Linked DNA regions of Anser cygnoides: region 2 is linked to region 1. Evidence: chromatin contacts called from public Hi-C data. All regions are on one chromosome and are shown on one strand. The core of a region is the stretch at or near the end of the contact, and the rest is flanking DNA. Distances in the headings are between cores, read along the strand shown. Region 1 overlaps ASH1L (ASH1 like histone lysine methyltransferase). Region 2 holds the start of MSTO1 (misato mitochondrial distribution and morphology regulator 1).

What was found. Hi-C and Micro-C count contacts between places; a contact is called where the count stands out from the background.
Region 2: a contact with region 1 is called in a Hi-C map of liver, with 2.3 times the contacts expected there. The contact joins the promoter of MSTO1 here to the enhancer-like site in region 1. A contact is called at or near these places in 2 of 7 Hi-C or Micro-C datasets (both in liver).

The regions. Positions count from the first base shown.
Region 1 is chr33:3,284,189-3,289,009 of Taihu_goose_T2T_genome, forward strand. ASH1L (ASH1 like histone lysine methyltransferase) reads right to left here. Exons shown (of 28, transcript XM_066985888.1): 8 at 2,812-2,885; 9 at 1,210-1,255; 10 at 896-1,004; 11 at 304-510. Among named protein-coding and RNA genes, the nearest start is that of RUSC1, 28 kb to the left of the region's middle. Within about 2 kb of position 2,508, at least 2 of the 3 cell types and tissues checked have open chromatin away from gene starts, as enhancers often do. A contact at or near this core is called in liver, where this site is marked.
Region 2 is chr33:3,339,801-3,344,621 of Taihu_goose_T2T_genome, forward strand. MSTO1 (misato mitochondrial distribution and morphology regulator 1) reads left to right here and starts at 2,273. Exons shown (of 14, transcript XM_066985904.1): 1 at 2,273-2,406; 2 at 2,492-2,600; 3 at 2,696-2,750; 4 at 2,824-2,899; 5 at 3,410-3,458; 6 at 3,810-3,948; 7 at 4,079-4,196; 8 at 4,294-4,428; 9 at 4,538-4,690. The coding sequence starts at 2,329. It overlaps DAP3 (death associated protein 3), which reads left to right. Exons shown (of 13, transcript XM_066985908.1): 10 at 746-805; 11 at 1,544-1,633; 12 at 1,902-2,019; 13 at 2,137-2,253. The coding sequence ends at 2,222.

The DNA.
Region 1 (4,821 bases), core at 1,258-3,757:
CAATTCAAATTCTGCACAGTACTCATAATATCAAATTCACATTCACTTGTGGCATTTGGCATTTACAGAGCAGATGTTGCATTCCATACACTAATCACTCCTCTATTTGACTGAGAAAAAGCTGGTTGATCAAGAAAGCTGAATTCTAAGCCTTCCTTCTGGTGGCAGTGACCAGAAAAGCATTCTTTTTTCTTTCCATTATTCTCCCATTCATTTCTGTCTTAGGATTTCCCAACAATTATAATAGATGCTAAAGTCATTTATTGAGCCTTACATGCTAAAATAGTGAATAAATATTTCTACCTGAATTCTTGCTCACTAACAACTTCTCCCAGATATTCAATGATAAACTGTCCTGCTTTCAGGGGTTCTTTGGTACGAATACCCCATCCTTTCTCCTCAGCCCGGAACCTTTCCAGGCACTGCACCCATTCGTGCCTCTGTATCCGCTGGTTACAACACTGTTCACCACAAGGGCAGGTGTTTGGTGAACACTCCGCAAAGATCATCCTAAAATAAAGAACAAAGAAGTTGAAAGAAGACAAACAGAATACTCTTTAAACTATCACACAAGCAAAAAACCTTCCTCTGTTAAGTAAAAGTTAATTAATAATTAAAATGCTTCTTGTTTTCGAGGCACAATTCACACAAAAATTCACACCCCGGCTCTCACTGATATTCAAAGAGCAAGATGTAGCTTTTATTGGGATATTCCTCTGAAGAAAAGGTAGAGGAATACCTGCAGCAGAGAGTTACAATGTTTGCTCTTTAACAAAACCATTTTTTTTAACAGGTGTGCATTCAGCACAACTCTCTTCTTAAAATATTATTAGTTTATGTGAAATAATACATATGTTGAAATTCTCTTATTATTTACAGTCAACCTGTTTCTAACCTGTTAAGACAGTCTTCCACACAGCCCTTTCCGTTGCCATCATCTGGTTTCTTACAATTGCAGGTAGTGGCCTCATAGCCAGAAAGAGGTTTGACATCCACATAGACATCTATAGAGGGGAGGGGAAAAGAAAAGGAGAGGGGGGAAATTCTTGCCAGGTGAAAAATGTAACTATCTAGAAATTTTTCAATCCACTTACGTAAAGCAAAAATAGAAGTTGGAAGTGTCTTTGTTAGGATGAAGAGCACAAAAGAAAGGAGGAGTGTTATGAAAATTCCAGTTGTACATTTTAGTAACAATAAGATTTTACTTACTAGAACGGATTTTTTTATAAAGTGGGACATCTGGCTTTTTATACAACTAAAAGGAAGAGAAAGAAAATTTTAATACATTGCATAACTGCATCTGTTATTCAAAAGAATCAGGGAAATTATGTCCTGTTAATATATAAAGGTTTTGTAATCATTACTAGATAATTTGATTCTATGAAATATATCTGCATTCTCTTCTTTAGGCCCAGATTACATTTAGAAAGAGGTCACAGAAGTACCCAATCAAGTAGAAGTTATGCTTAATGAAGTAGCTAAGCAGTTTTTCTAACATACTGCTTATTCCCTCCATAACATCTGAACAGAACGAGATGTTATCATGAGGACCAACTATTTTGGGATTATTCTGAGCAATGCTGGTTTTTTTCAATATTTAAAAGAAGAACAATTATTTAAAACTACTTTGGAGAAAGTATCTTTGGTGGAATTATCACATGCCAACATTTAAAAAAAAAAGTGAAAAAGTAAAATTAAGGTGATAATCAAAACTGTGACTACAGGTAACAACCAAGAGAAATGAAGATTCCATCTTCTAATTAGAAAAGCGTCCTCTGCAGATGCAGATGACTGGAGGGAAAAGGGAAATTCTTTCAGACAAGCTTTAAGGAATAATTTCAAATTACTACATATATAACCCACGTACTGCACTAAGAGCCTTCCATCAGTAACATACATGGCAGACAGGCATTGTACGAACTATACAAATGTTGTACAAACAAGACTATTCTGTAATGGTTTTCAATATTCTAGGTAGCTATGGAAAATGTCAAGGAAATAGATCATATGTATCCATTATTTATGCAATATTGAACAGATAAGTCAGGCAGATGTAGGCAATCTTCAGTACACGGCAAGAAACTGTCCTCAGCTGAAATGTCAAGAGCTATCATTACTTTAAGATTACATTTTGGTGGTATTTCAAAAGGTAGCTGGAGCCACAACCACCTGGGAATTTGTCTTGCTCATTCACATGCTTAAGTTACATGTCTCAGAGCGCTTTCTTGCTGTACAGCTGGGGACAGATCTACCTTCCAGCATTAAATCCTGTGTTAAATCACTTGGTGGAAACTTCTCAGGGAAAAAAAAAAAAAAAATCCTATTTTTAGTTTTGCACATATTTAAAGCTCTTTAAAAAGAATGTGACTGTTAAACACTTTCTCTTCTTTCCTCAGTACGAAAATTTCAGCTTGCAAGTGAAAAATAAATTCCACTCTGCTGGGAGTGATCCAAGAAAAATAAGGCCTGAAATTTCTCTGTGCTGTTGGCAGTACATCTGAATTCTCCTGAGGCGTGTCTAAAACAAGATCATTGCAGAAAGCAGGCACACTACCAAAATAAAAGTCTGCAGCAAAACTAATGACTTTTTTGGCAGAAACCTATAGGATTGCTATTTTGTAAAAGATAGAATAATGGAAACTCTTCACATTTAATACATATGCAAATCCTTTTTTCCTCACCCAGTGGCAGCAATAAGAATATTCATTAATACATAGAATATATAAACATAGCTTTCATGCAAGAATTCTATTTTTTTTTTCCAAGACTTCCAATCATAATCTTGGCAACGAGTAACTTTTTATCTTGTACCTGATTGTGTTTCCACTGCCAGAGGATGTCGTAAGGCAGCTGGAAGTCAATTCTCTTTTGTCTGAGATACTTCCCTGAAACAAAAAGGTTTATAAGTTGTACACATTCATATTCACATATCCCCAAGGGGCAAAAAGGACTGCTCCTAGGCATACTGCCAGAATTCTGACAGGGCCTCTCCATGTCTGAAAGTCAAAAAGGCAGAATAGCAGAATCTTCCGAGAACATTTTATTTATTAGTGACGAGCACAGGAAAGAGCATTCCATCTTGCTAGCCTTTGCATTCTACTCTGGTTTTGCACTGAGGTTTAAAGCTGTATAGACACCACGTAAGCTACTGTCTCAGAAACGAGATGGGCTTGCTGAGTTAGGTGACAGAGGGGAGCTGCATTCTGCTTCGATGACTGAACTTTAAGGGTGTCATTAAACTTTAACAGTTACAGTTAAAGTCTGAAGAGCCCTGCCAGGAACCCTGCAGGTGTTTGTCCAGGAGGGGTTAACTGAATGCAAGTTACAGAACAGCAAATAATTGACAAAACTGAAGACGGCTCTGTGTCATACAGCAGACACTGGTAACTCCTTGCAGCAATCCCAAACAAAGGAGATGCTTTCTCCTTAGCTGTGTACATACTAAAATGACTTAGCACAGAGATCAAACACATATACAAAAATTCTGCATATGTGATTCATACAAGGTGGTAAATCACAGTAGTGTACTTAAAGGAAACAGATTTTGAGTTTTGAAAAGTTTCCAAACCTTTTCCTACAACCTTTACCAAAGTAATTCAGACTTGACAAAGACATTCCTAATTGTTTCAGAATGACTTCAGGATATTTTCAGCAATATTTGAAACTTTTTAGACAGGAGACACTGCTTTCACTGTAGATTTTGTCTTTATTCCAAAACTTACCGTCACCCCAATCCTTTCCTAAAGGAAGGAAACTGACTTAATAAATGCTCTGTTAATATTAAGACCTGAGGCTTGACACAAGTGCTAGGCTACTTCTAGCTAAGATTAAAATGTTCTCTTGGCATGTTGTTGGAAAATTGTCACAAAACTGTAGCGAGAAGAGTGACTAAAGATGAGGTGTCAGTCTCATGTCAGATTTTCCCAGGTTTTCTAAATGGTGATAAATGCCTTTACGTTCCTCCAGCAATAGACTGTGATTTTGTGTAAATTCACATGCATACCCTCACAACTGGAAATTAAAATTGTGCTGTTTTCCTTACAATGTACTCCTAAATTACTTTTTATTTTCAATGCTTTATTCATCCATAGCAGGTTCCAGGAAAGAGCTAAATCTGCCGGGAATTTGCTTTCACTTCTATGACCTCACCAGGCGAAACAAAAGGCTCTTTCAAGTGCCCTGGCACCGTGCCTGCAGTATGTGGAATGTCCTTCCAGCCCTCATCAAGTAGGCACTAGTACAGTTATCTGGCACAGTCCTAAACCTTGTAACTCTGCTCTGCAGTTAAACTACTCTCCAGCTACCCAATACAGAGCAATTAAAACAGCCTTATCTTTATTGCAGAAGCTTGTTTGTGTCTGCTACTACAAACAAACTTGAGGTCACGGCCTTATGAAGAGAACAGGATCACTGCACTGCAAACTGAACCTGAGCATCCCAACAGATGGTTCAGTCGTGCAGCAGGGTTATATGACCTAATTCAAAAATGAATTGAGAAAGGTCATGTTCTTGTCAATTTAAATTAACACCTTCAGTTCTGAAAACTGCTTCTTAAATGTTTATGCTTACTGATTCAAACAGATCTTTCAAACTCTTCAGCTGGTATTGCCTCTCTGGGAAAGCTGTGCATGGAGCACAAAGGTTCAGTTTAAGATGACAAACCAATTAAACGTTTGTATTTGATGGGACAAATACTCCTTCTGAACAATGTAAAAATTCTCAAATCCCTTTGCATGACAGTACTTGAAGTGAAAAACCGCAGCATTTTAGGGGATGAAAAAATTACCTTAAAAATAATAAATCGATTTTGTTTTGTACTGG
Region 2 (4,821 bases), core at 1,023-3,522, 55 kb after region 1:
TTGACTGTTGTTACATCTTCCTTACCACTTAGGAAGGACAGATAGTGCCCAGAGCTGCCAACATCATCTATTGACGAGAACAACCTGAGTTATGTTTCTTTTCCTACTCTAAGGGTTTAGCTCGAGTGAGGAGTGCCAGCGATGCTGTAGGGGTGGTGCTGAAAGAGATAAAGCAGCAATGTCATCTTGGTTCGTTTAGAGTTCTTGTGGCAGTGGATGGCGTCAACGCGCTCTGGGGAAGGACTACGTTAAAAAAAGAAGACAAAAGCCCTGTAAGAAGTGATTTGCTCCGATGAAATTTCTGTGTATATAGCTGTACTGCAAGGGAGAGCAGGGGAGGGTGTATTGTTTGAAGTTCAAGAGTAATCCCTACTGTAGAACTTCTTATACGTAGTAAGGTACACATTTGGCTTGTCGCCTATAGTAAAATGCATGTTTGGCTTTGCTAGCTCAGAGGGACCTGCAGAATACATGCTGTTCTTTACACATTTTTTGCTGAAGAAAGTTCTCTCAATAAGAAGAAGGGATGTATACATAGTGTTTTGGTAGGAAAGGTTTGGGCACTTCTCCATGTAACATTACCAGGGCTGAATAGTGCTAAGTAAAAGCAAAGGAAAAAAATGCACCTAAATGATGCACACGAGAGATTTCCACTCTAGTTTAAAGTGGGGGGAGAAGAATTTATTTCTTGGATGAAAACTACTGGCAAAAAAAAAAAAAAGTCATACCAGACAATTTTCATTAGGTTTCTCCAGAGGAGCTGACACTAGTGTACAACCTAAGGAAGATGATGATGAATAACTGGGTGAGTCTTGTTCTTTACCTTCGGGTGCCTTATTTGCAGCAATTAAAGCTACGTGCTGGTAAGTGTAAAGCTGCAAACTAACATCGTGCTATTTCTTCAGTGAAGAGGAGCATAAGCACAATGCGACTGTTTAGGGTTAGTATCTCATCAATGTTTCTGACATCGGCCAGCAGCAGCTGTGTGTACCAGAGTATAAGAACAGCTTAAATGTGTAGTGATGATTTTCTTGAATGCCAAACTCCAGTTTGACTCACACTTCCTGAGGTAGCAGTTTTTAAAAACTCTTAATAACATTTTGTTTTATGATTTTGTTGAACTAATGAGAACTTTTAGTTTCTAGAAACTGTTAAACTTCGTGCTGTAGGAGGTTAATTCCTTCTGCTGCTTTTTCAGTCCCTTGCATGTTAATCTCTCAGGTAGTCTTCAGATTTAAATGTATACAGAGAATTTCTTTTAAAAGTCTCTTCGATGTTTCAGGTGTCATTCTTACTCATAAATGCCATTCATGTTTCAGTGCCAACACTTAAACACCAGCTCTCTTTCCTGTGCTGCATGTATACTTGGAATAGCCACGATTAACATACTTAGGAGCATTATATTGGGTCCATTACACAGAATTTTGGAATTGAAGTAACTGTGAGAACAGGGAAGAAAGGACCTCACTTGTTTAGAATCTGTAACTATTTCACAAATGCAAAGTTTGCAGGTAAAATATGCTGTAATCTACATCTCTTTTAGAATGGAGGTGCTATTGTGACAACGCTTAGCCAGACTGGCTCTCTATTCAAACCAAGTTCTGCATATTTGCCCCATGAGTTACTAGGAAAGGTGAGTTGTCTTTTTTTTTTTTTTCTTCCCTTTCTTTCACATTAGAAAACAAACAGAAATCCTTGTTTTGGAACTGTATTCAGGTCCAAAGATTGCAGGCTTTCTTTAATCATCTTCAGATCACGCGCATCGTTAGTTTCCTTTGCTTAATTCTGTGTGAGCTTGCCCCTTGCAGACAGCTCCACCAGTGCCACGAAGCTGTGCCCGTGTGCTCCTGACTGTCGGCAGCCTTCCTTTTGGCACTCTCAGGCTTCCCTTTCCCTTCCAGGAAGGATTCGACGCTTTGGATCCTTTTGTCCCTGTCCTAGTTCCCAACTACAGCCAGCGGGAATTTGAGAGCTGCTACCACTACTACCTCCATCGGAAATGGCTTCAGCACGAGCAAGGTGCGGCCTGAGCCGGCCGAGGGCCGGGCAGAGGCGGGCCGGGGGGGGATGCCGAGGGTCGGGGCCGGCCGCGGAGCCGCAGCCTCAGCGCCCCTTCTCGTCCCTCTTGTCTTGCAGCGCGCACGGAGGCCGGCAAGGAGGAGCTGCGCTTCCTGAGCGGCTCCAACCCGCAGCAGCTGGAGCGCCTGGCGGGGCCGCTGTAGCGCCATCAATAAAGGGCGGAGCCGCTCCCGCTGTCGCTCTCGGTGTCGGTGGCTGGAGGGGGGCCCGCGCCGTGACGCGCCTCCGGTTCCGCGGCCCGGCGGGGCGATGGCGGCGGGGGAGGCGGTGACGCTGCAGCTGGGCCCCTACGCGGGCTGCGTGGGCTCCCACTGGTGGGGGCTGCAGGTGGGCGGCGGGAGGAGGACGGGGGGGGGGGACCGGGAAGGACCGGGAGGGGGCCCGGCGCTCACCCGCTCGCCGTCCCCCGCAGGCCGCGGCGCCGCGCGGCTCCGCCGAGCTCGGCAGCGGGGCCCTGCTGAGGGCCGCGGGCGGCCGGGAGGAGAGCCGCACGCCGCGCCTCATCGCGCTGGAGCTGAAAGGTAGCGCCGGGAGGGCCGGCACGGGGTGAGGGAGGGCCGGAGGGAGGCCGGGGCGCGGCGGGGCCACCCCGCTCCCCGCTGCTCCCCTCTTGCAGGCGGCGTGGGCTCGCTGGGGCGCGGCGCCGCCTGCCCGGAGGCTCCGGCGGCCTGGTGAGTAGCGGCGGCGGGGGCGGTGCGGGGCCGCCGAGGGGCAGCCGGCAGCCGCCGCCGCTTTGCGTTGCAGGCGCGGGGACGTGGCGAGCTACGTGGAGCAGCCGGCGGCCGGAGGCGCCTCGCCGCGGGACCGCGGGCAGCGGACGGTGAGGGAGGGAGGAGCGGGGCCGGAGGCAGGGGCTGCGCCGGGGGCCTCGCCTCGGTTTCCCCGGGCGCGGCGCGGCGCCTCCGGGTCCCGTCCCTGGTGCAGAGCAGGGCGCCCAGCACCGCGTCTGGGTGGCGCTCGGAGATCTCCAGGGTCTCTCGGGGCTCCGCGCTCGCTGGGTACCCGTGCCGGGGCTCCGTCACCTGCCCGGCCGGGCCGTGCTTCCCGGTGCCCCGGCAGAGCCTCGGCACGACGTGGAGGCTCTGCTGGACACCGCTGGCAGGAGCCTGCTGCTCTCCGCGCCTCCCGGCAGCGATTGATGGACGTGGATGGGATCCCTCGGAGCTGCCTCCTCGTGGCTGAGCAGCCCCAGCTCTCAGCTTCTCCTCCCCACAGAGGGGCTACAGGCCTGTCCGCGGTCTGGTGTCCACACGTTGGGCTTTGTCCTGTACGTCCACGAAAAGAAGAGGCAAAGCGTCCCGTAACCACCTTCCCTGGGCTTTTTCTTTAGGGAGATGCTTGTTCTGATGGAAAGGGCAGCTTCGGCACTTCTCGTCAAGGTGTGCATGTGCTTTCTGTATGTTATGTTTTTGTCTTACCTGGTTTGTTCAGTCCTGATGGTTTTGGTTTCCTTGCTGAAGATCAAAGAATTCTGGAAAGGCAGAGCAGCCCTCGTGACTGCAGACTGATGGTAGATGGTTTGTCTGTGAACTAATACAAGGGCACAAGAGGAAAAGTTACAGAATAGCATTTCTTTGCTTAAAGAAGCATTTATTTGCTTAAAGAAGCAAACAGGTTGAGCAACTGTACCACACAACTTCAGGGGAAGCTTTTTTCCCCATTTGCCTTTCCTATCAAGGGGATATTCAGAGTGGAAAAGATGTTGGCTCTTCATACTGCTCTCTTTCCAGATGCATCTTCTGCCCCTGTGCAGCTCGATGTTTCCCAGGATGTTTACTCAGGTAGCAGCATGCAGGTCTGGTCCGATTACCTCAATGTGCAGCTGCATCCCCGGAGCATCTACGTCATCCAGCAGTACAATCACAACGGGTAGGTCTTAGCAGAAGGCTAACAGGCAACAGCCATTTAGTTCAGAATTTGTTATCCAGAACAGGATCTTAATTTTGTCTTCAGGGGAACATTAAGAGAGAGTAGAATAAGAGCTTTTTCTACTTTTTAGGGAGTCTGGTCGTCTAGAAGCCTTTGGACAAGGTGAAAGGCTCCTGCAAGAGCATGGCTGTGTAGAGGAGCTGGAAGATCGGTTGCACTTCTATGTCGAAGAGTGTGATTATCTGCAGGTTTGATAGCTCAGTCCAACCTCCCCCCCCTTTCTTTTTAAACAAACTTCTTTTAAGATTGAACAGAAACTCATGTCATGTCTCTTGTTTTACACAGGGATTTCAAGTCCTCTGTGACCTACACAGTGGGTTCTCTGGAGTTGGTGCCAAGGTGACAGAACTGCTCTACGATGAGTATTCAGGAAAAGGAATCCTGACCTGGGGCTTGACTCCAGTCATGCATAACATGGGGGTAAGTAACTGAAAAAAAAACAAGAATATGTAAAGCTATCATGCCCAATCTGAATTAAATGATCTCGTTTGCATCTTTAAGAACACATTTGTTGGATTTTTCTCCCCAGGATTCTCAGAAGAACTTTTACAGGCTGATGAACACAGCCCTAGGAATTGTACACCTCTCCAGTCACAGCTCGCTGTTTTGCCCAATGTCGCTCAATGGGAGTCTAGGACTCAAGCCACAACCTCCCATTACATTTCCCTACATAAACTATGATGTATGTACTGTGTAGCAGTTTACCTAAAAAAATGCTTTCTTTCGTAGTTTACAGCATTTTTTAAGACTTGACACTCAAAATATTTTCTGCAGCTACATATTTTAGTTGTGTATTTTATAATGGTGCTCTAG